2 separate regions of the Triticum aestivum genome follow, and region 1 is linked to region 2. The links are chromatin contacts, called in public Hi-C maps. All regions are on one chromosome and are shown on one strand. Each heading gives the region's core, a stretch centred on a gene start, on an enhancer-like site or on the middle of the called end of the contact. The rest is flanking DNA. Distances are from core to core; before and after follow the strand shown.

Region 1 (4,244 bases), core at 823-3,322, 140 kb after region 2:
GCCAGGAGTTCAAATATACAAACTATTTCAAAAATGAACTTATAGTTTAAATGATATGGACGATTTAATTTAGCTAAGATGAAATAAAAGGGTGGATTTATGTGTGGGAGAAGAGAGAGAGAGGGAGAGAGAGAGAGAGGGCTGTCACATGCTGCCACCAATCCCTGCCATATGAAGGACAATGGTGGGGCCAATAGTTGTATTAGGCATGGTATTCAATTTGTATAGCAAAAAAAGGGAGAATAGTAGATGTTTACAGCCTGAATCTTAAAGCCATCGATGAAAGGTGAGGTTTTTCATAGTAAAAGAAAAAGGTGAGAGTTTTTAGCCAAATCCGCATTTAATTTAAAATTTCAGAAATCGCTGGAATGTGAGAATTCAAACATTGGTCTAAGAATATCCTTTTGGGCACTGAATTTTCAGGATCTATAGAGTTACTCTTACTATCGGCGCTGCTACGCGTCCGCCGGCCGATGATTCTAAAATATCCGCCGCGTCGATGGTCGTTGGATCCCCGCGCCGTTAGCCGTCCGATGTAGTGGCTGCGCCCCGCATGCCCCCTCATTAATTCCCGCAACAACCGCGTTGTTGCGGAAACAAACAACCTTGCCCCGGCCCCGACAGAGCTGCGCAACCTTACCCCGGCCCCGACAGAGCTGCGCCCAGCGCGGCGCTATTGCGGAAACAAACAACCTTGCCCCGGCCCCGACAGAGTTGCGCCCAGCGCGGCGCTATTGCGGAAACAAACAACCTTGCCCCGGCCCCGACAGAGCTGCGCCCAGCGCGACACTATTGCGGAAACAAACAACCTTGCCTCGGCCCCGACAGAGCTGCGCCCAGCGCGGCGCTATTGCGGAAACAAACAACCTTGCCTCGGCCACGACAGAGCTGCGCCCAGGGCGGCGCTATTGCAGAAATAAACAACCTTGCCCCAGCCCCGACAGAGTTGCGCCCAGCGCGGCGCTATTGCGAAAACAAACAACCTTGCCCCGGCCCCGACGGCCCCGCCCATGTTCCTGCAACAAGACCCATGTTGCAAAACCTGCATTTCAAGATAGCCTTTGCTTCAAGACCATCTCCGACCTCTTCTCTGTATTCCTGCAACAAGACCCTTGTTGCAAAAATTTCAACAACATCTCCAGCCTCTTCTCTGTATTCCTGCAACAAGGCATTTGCTGCAAAAAAAAATTGCAACCAAGGTGATGTTGTGGTAGAAGCTTTGTGTCAGCAGATCGAGCCGAAAAGCTTTAGCACGGTTTGGCTTTGGACGAGCAGTCCAGTATGCTCTCAAACATCTTGGCGATGACCTCGGTGAGCTCGATGCCGGCTAAATGGATCGCCGGAAGCAAGACAACGAGCAGCTGCATCACTAGGGACTGCTCCATGGCCATCTTCCTCAACGCTGCCACCGAACAATCGTCGTCGCAGACAAGCTTGGACGAACTGTTGCTTTCATTGAAGTGCTCCTGAAGCGGCAACGGCGACGCAGGGGTTAGCCGGATGCGGAGGGACGCCGAGCAGCGACAAGGGGTGCGGCTCGCCGGCGAAGCGCGTGCGGGCGGACGGTGCTGGCCAAGCTGTTAACTCACAGTCAGTTTTGGCTACGGGCGAAAAAAGTATGAAGAAGTTTCGCTCAAGATAAGGATATCGGTGGAGTGGGGGCCACTTGACGCGTGTCAATCGCTGAAGGAGGCGGATGCGTCGTGGTTATCAGCCGGTTGAAGCTAATCTTTTCCCTTACTCTTACCGGGGCACGTCCTTTTCGTGGCATTTTGTTTCTCATGCGACTGCTGCAAGTGACACGAATCACGAATGGGGGGATTGGGTTGGGGTCGCTGGTGATAGGGAAAGCGGATGGACGGACGGGTTCGTGCGCGCCACTGCTAGTCATCATCGCGTAGCCCGGCCAGGACAAGAGGAAAACAGCAGAAAGGCAGCACCGCCGCGATCCGGAGGGCCCCGGTGCGGCCGGGAATCGAGCTTTCCCACGGCGGATCGGGAGAGATGGAGGCACCACATGCCCGCCGGAAACTTTCCCTCCCTCTTGGCTCCTCCTGTGACGTTAACCAACGGAAGAAACTTCCACCACTCCCACCCACCCGCCTAGTCTGCTTCACCTCACCTCACCGTCCAGCAGCAGTAGCCATCGCCACCTCACCCCCGCCTCTTCCGGTCCAGTTCACCCCTGCTTCCCGCCGCTTTCCTCCCCGCTCTGTGCACTGTAAGCGTGCACGCGCGCACCTGCCCTGCCTCTAACGGCGGTGGTATAAATCAGAGCTCCCCTGGCTCCGGCAGACGCCTCGGTTTCTCTCTTTCTTCACGCTCCCTCCCCACAAGCTGACGTCCTGACCACCCTCTGCAAGCTCGCCTCTCCCCACGCTGGCAACCGGGATGAGCTGCGGCGGCGGCCAGAAGGCGGCACCGGCAACGGCAAGGGCACGCCCTCGCTGCATCCCCAAGAGAGGGGCGGTGCTGAGGGGAGCCGTTCGCGGCGCGCTCCGCTTCCTCCTTTCCCCGGTGAACGGCGCACCGGCGGTCGGCGGCCGCGTGCAGCCAGCCCCCCCGCCCAACCCGGGGGGAGGTGACGCCGCGGCGGAGCAGGGGAAGTAGGCGGGAGGCATCGTATCGTTCGCCGGGTTTAGTTCAGCGAGCCAACCATTTTATCTCGGCCGTGTCCGTTAATTATGCTTCGTTCGTGTTGCTCGCCACATCCATGTTTTGCATCAACTGCTCTTTCTTACTAATCTGTTCATCAACTGCTTCTGTTTGCGGTAAACGGCCACATAACAAAACAACACATTTGATCCATCCCTCCCCTTCATCACAGAGCAAAAATCACGTTTTCTAAGAAAATATGAAAAAGTACCAGGCGCGCCCAAAAAGAAAATTCAGCTAGAGTGAAGTTCTTTTTTAATGTGAAGGGTCTTTCCCCCGATTTCCGATTTCATTAACGAAACCAAATAGTCGTTTCATACAGCCCAAACACAACACCACCAACAGCTAGATCAAGTCTGGGGAAGCAAAGGTCCCCCAACACTCCTACATCCCCTGACCGAATTACAAAGTAGAGAGGATACATGAAAGTAAAGCAACCACAAAAATCGTTCAAAACCCTCCTAGATTTTAATCAAAAACTACTGGACTAAACAAGTCATGCATCCTCCAGTCTTGAAGCCCAGGACGCCCAGCTTTTCGTGAGTAATTTTTTTAGTTTGCATATAAGATTTGGTCAAAGTTAAACTTTGTGAAATTTGACTAGCTTTGTAGGAAAAGATATCAACATCCACACTATGAAATCAATAATATTAGATGCATGATGAAATTAATTTTCATAACATATAACTTTAATATTGTATATGTTAATATTTTTTCTATAAAGTTAGTCAAACTTTACAAAGTTTGACTTTGACCAAAACTTATATGCGGAGTAAAAAGAAACAGAGGGAGTACTTTACATGCTAGAGTTTTAAAAGACTACCGAATATTTTTTTCCGCTGATAACTATTAAGTCAGGGGTCGGCTGTTTAAAAAAACTCTAATTGTCCAATGCTTTACAATTGATCGTGATTATGACAGTTGGGGCCCGCATGTAAGAAAACTAATTGTTTTGACTGTTTGTTTGACCGTTAAATGACAACGGGGGCCCACATGTTAGTGTCCCTGCATACTTAAAAAAGCAATCTTTAAACTTTTAAAAATGCAATCAGGTTCTACAAACAAACTAAAAAAGCCATCGGGTCCCTCCCATGCTCAAGATCCAGAGGAACGCACCCGCCGCGGTGCTCGCTGCGGAGCTCCCTCTCGTCGCGGCGTCCGGTGCGCCTAGCTCCCTTCCAGCGCCGCCGCACAGCTCCCTCTTATCGTCCGTCGCCCGCCCAGTGCGCTCCGCCGCGGAGCCCCTTCCAGCGCGCGTACGGGCTGCCGCCTCCTCCTGCCGGGGAGCTGGGCCTGCAACCATCGTGAGCTCCTCGGCGTGCATCCTCTCACTCTCCCTCTTTCCAGGGCGCGGCGGCCCAAGCCCCTGGCCATGGCGCTCGGCTGGCGGCAGTCCATGCCCCTTGGCGCGGTGGTCCGAATCCCTGCCCCTGGCCATGGCGCGTGGTTGGCGGCGGCCCGTGCTCCTGAGTGTCGGCTGCTCCTTGAGCGGCGCTCCTTCCCGGAGTCGGCGTTGGCTTGGCGTGCGGCGGAGTGGCGGAGGTGGTCGAGCTCGGGCCTTGGTTAAGAGGAGAAGGGAGAGAAGAAAA
Region 2 (4,222 bases), core at 1,064-3,563:
TTAGTTGTCTGTGGTTCATGCAATTTTAGAAGTATACAATACATGCATCACTGACAATACTTCTATTATCAATAAATAAACATGGACTGATAGAAGTAAAGAGAAATGGCCAGAAAAAACTCCGAACCTGCATAACAAGGTCAAATTCCGCTACATTTGCTTGATATCCATTGTTAGACTTCTCATTCTTGTCCGCAATCTGTTATCAACAGCAATGCCCAATTATATAGGCTTGTAACTTTTGGTTAATTTTGAAATAAATAAAAGCAGATGGAATACCTTTCGCATAGTCTGCGTGCTCTCCTCTGAAAGTAGAAACACGGGAAAATCATATCTGTTCCACATAATACCTGACCCCTACAAGGTAAAACTGTACCGTTAACAGAGGTATACTGGAAGCACAATAAAAGCTTTTGCATTAAAGGGGTACTACACATTTAACTATTTTTTTGAACTGAACAGCACGTTTAACAATTGAAGGGTTAATCTCCTTTCCGAAAAAAAGTAAAAAAAACTCTTGAAGGGTGGTAGTATTCCAATAAAACCTAAAACTTACAGCAGGATTCCAATCATGGCTGACATTTGAGTATGGTGCAAAATCCTCTTGTGGAAATTTTCTATCCGGTGACAACTCTACAGTCAGAAACAGAACATTTTCTTGGTGATAAGACAACAAGACATACAAAGAGCACACGAAAAATAGGGAGATACTTCCACTGACCTAGTAACTTGTCACCATTTGATTCAACCAGTACACCGGCAACCTTATGGTAAAGTTCTGGATCATTGGATACCCTGCACAAGAACATACAAAAACTACCAAATGTTACCATCTCTCAACGTGTCAAGGGCAATGCAGCTATGAAAGAAAATCACAAATATTATGTAACTTCAGTATCTCAGTTGTCCCATCAAGGAAGAGACACGAAAACTTCATTTTTCACTGGCATGCACAAACATTATAAAAACATCTGCAATTATCTAAGCACAGGATTTAACAAATCTGATCTTATACCTCAGAAAGAAAGCTGGCATCTGATCCAAGGGAAGAAGAACCGCAGACGGTTGAGCCAACTGGTCATCGCTGTTTTTGAATCTTACAATCGGTGCAATAACCAGGCCGTGCCCAGGATCTGATTAAATAGAAGAGACACTGAGAACCAATTACACTTCACAACACAGACTTGTTGAAGATTGCTATGGTCACAGAACATCACATCCATTCTATAAGCATACAGCATTAGGGGAAACAAAGATACTCACTAGAGCAGCCGATTTCACCAGAAAGATTAAGCAGCCTGACACAAGGGAAGCTTTCAATGTTTACATACATTGCCTTCACAAGATCTGGAACAGATTCCAGTGTAGCAGCATCTCCTAGAAAAACATAAAGGCAACATGAACCTCTGCTACAGTACATCAAGTGAGGAGAAAAATAATTTAACAGAGTTACTAGCTATAGAGAAGCCAGAACTTGTGACACTGTTTTGCGAATCTATCTCCAAGCTATGCAAGCACATGACACGAGCAAAAAAGTATGCAAGCATGTAAAAGCAACCATGCTAGTTTTGTAACCAAATCGCCTGTCATAACAGCACACAATCTCACTCCACCAACTCAATATCAGAATTGGAATAAGCAATTCAACGCCAACCTCAAACATTCGTAGTTGTAACTAGTAAGGCACCATGATGCATTTTTCTTGCAAATGTGAAGTCTGGGTGTGGTTCTAGTGTAGTCACAATAGCAGAAGTTCTAGAACTGAGATAGCACAAGCCGCGGACACATATCGAAGCAACTACCAATCCATTATCAGTTAATAAGCACAGCAGCAGCTTGCCAAACCAAAGCTTACAACTAGTAGCTAACAAGGCCCACTACTTGGTTCACCTACAGGTTGAGACGGACGACCTAATCCCCATGCGGATTCACCCTAGAAGCTTAGCCGCAGCGAACGGAAGGCTCTGAGGAAGCGTGAGATCGCCTCGATTGGACTCAATTCTTACATAAAATAAGCACGGCGAACTAGGCGAGGATTACTTTTGCTTTTGCTTTGAGAAGGAGGGTTTTGGATGGGGCGAGGGGCACGGAGGACCAACTCACCGGAGACGGCGGGGGCGAGGAACACGAGGACGGCGCAGGCGAGGGCCGCGAGGAGGGGAGCCGCGGAGCCGGCCGCCATGGCGGACGCGGCGGCGATCTGAGGCTCAGGGGGCGGACGAGGCAGAGGCCGTCGTCGTCTCGTCTCTGACCGGAACCGGAAGGCGGAAGAGGCCACCACCAGGCTAGAGAGAAAGGTTCGTGGGCTAGTGGGCCCTTATGGCCGTTTCCGTCTCATTCTTGCGGCTTCGCGACACTTAAGCCCAACACGGCCCTACGCCCTAGCCGAGCGCCACACCCGCGCCGGCGCCGCCATCCCCTGTTGCTCTCCTCCGTTGGCGCCGCCCCCTCCCTCCTCCGTCACCCCTCTCGGCCTACCTGCCCGGAGTCCGCCCTCCGGCGTGCCGCGGCCAAGCTCCAATCTCCACGCGGCAGACCTCGGCGGCGACAGCTGCGGTGTGCGGTGTGAGTTTCCGGCCGCCTTACTCGCATACTTGGCGCTCTGTATCTGCGGTCTCTGATGCTTCTCGCAGGTCGCAGTTCGAGCATGGAGAAGGAGGATAGCAACGCGCTGATCTTGCCCTGCAAGAGGAAGAACAAAGCCCAAGGGAAAGGCAAGGTAATCATAATAATGGGTGCATTTTATCTGCCCCCCGTGTCTTGGTTTCCCTTCTGACCAGATGCTAGTATGTGATTGTGTTTTCTGGATTGCTAGGATGGCAACAAGAACAAGACCAAGGAAGATGCTAAGATGAGCAAGACTCGGCTTAAAAAGCTGCAGAAATTGGAGGTTGATAGCAACGCGCTGATTTTGCCCTGCAAGACGAAGAACAAATCGCAAGGGAAAGGCAAGGTAATAATAACAATGGGTGCATTTTATCTGCCCCACGTGCCTTGGTTTCCCTTCTGATCAGATGCTAGTATGTGATTGTGTGAACCTCTGTTTTCTGGATTGCTAGGATGGCAACAAGAACAAGACCAAGGAAGATGCTAAGATGAGCAAGACTCAGCTCAAAAAGCTGCAGAAATTGGAGGTTGGGACTTCTTCTGTTGCTAGCCAGCTTTGGTGTTTGTATCAGTATATGTTAATGCCGGTCTGACTGTTCGCAGGAGGACAAACAAAAGAAGGCGCTGCAAGCTCAAAGCATCGGGACTTTGCAGTATGTCTTGAACTTGTCATGTTTACTTTCTGTGCTGGTTTCTATTTCTTTCTGACGATTATGTATGATAATGGCCCTGCGCAATAGGAAGCACAGGATCGCTGATGAGGCATACTCACTGCTGCACACTTCGGGGTCTATTGGTCAAGTACGGTGGCTCTATCTGCACCACCTGGATCAGTTCCTTTCGCATTGCAGGATTATTTTCCTCATGGTATTTTGTTGCACTGCAGGCTGCGACTATGAAAGAAAAACGTAGGCGTGCCATGCAGTTGTGCAAGGCTGGTTTAGATGTCCCTGAAGAACTTTCGCTATTCAAGAAAAACTCTGATCAGAAAGGAGTTCCAGTTCCTGAAAACACTGAAGATGTGCCGGAAGCTTGCCCAGTGAAGTTAGTTCAGAGCACAAAACTTTATCATCCTGGTAGTGAACGAAAGAATCATGAGAGTGATGCAGTGAAGCCTAACATGGGTATTGGTGTGAGCATTCTGGATCAAAAAACTGAAGAGACTAATGCTGATGTTGACAATTCAGCACATCAGAGCATTCCAAAACAAAAAACTGAAAAGACTAATGATGATGATGACATTTTGGTACATCCGACAGTTCGTTCATCTGTGCCAAGTTGCTCTGGTGTAGAGATTGATATCCAGGTGACTGGTCCGCATCTGAAATATATTCGTCTCAGAAAGCTGGTGCCATGTTCTGACTTAACTGAATTATTATCCTTCTCCTGTTTTTGTTAGGATAAAGAGCCACAACAAGGTGAAGCCGCTGTACAGGAGTGCTTCAGTTCTCCCATTGTTGTGCATGTGTCAAGACCACATGAGGTTGAGAAGGCGAGGAGGGATCTCCCAATAATAATGATGGAGCAGGAAATAATGGAAGCTATCTATGAAAATTCAGTGGTAATTCTGTGCGGAGAAACGGGCTGTGGTAAAACTACTCAGGTCCCTCAGGTG

Evidence for each region. A called contact is a pair of places that touch in the nucleus more often than the background predicts.
Region 1: a contact with region 2 is called in a Hi-C map of leaf, with 2.2 times the contacts expected there. The contact joins the enhancer-like site here to the promoter of LOC123138182 in region 2. A contact is called at or near these places in 2 of 5 Hi-C or Micro-C datasets (both in leaf).

The regions. Positions count from the first base shown.
Region 1 is chr6B:587,122,434-587,126,677 of IWGSC CS RefSeq v2.1, forward strand. No RefSeq gene overlaps it. Among protein-coding and RNA genes, the nearest start is that of LOC123134507, 8.7 kb to the left of the region's middle. Within about 2 kb of position 2,073, at least 3 of the 8 cell types and tissues checked have an H3K27ac peak or open chromatin away from gene starts, as enhancers often do. A contact at or near this core is called in leaf, where this site is marked.
Region 2 is chr6B:586,978,010-586,982,231 of IWGSC CS RefSeq v2.1, forward strand. LOC123138182 (nicastrin) reads right to left here and starts at 2,314. Exons shown (of 16, transcript XM_044558102.1): 1 at 2,104-2,314; 2 at 1,264-1,377; 3 at 1,016-1,133; 4 at 722-795; 5 at 557-633; 6 at 280-357; 7 at 128-199; 8 at 1-8. The coding sequence starts at 2,182. LOC123138181 (ATP-dependent RNA helicase DEAH13) reads left to right here and starts at 2,270. Exons shown (of 12, transcript XM_044558100.1): 1 at 2,270-2,565; 2 at 2,634-2,719; 3 at 2,816-2,890; 4 at 3,211-3,260; 5 at 3,348-3,408; 6 at 3,494-3,913; 7 at 4,007-4,219. The coding sequence starts at 2,648.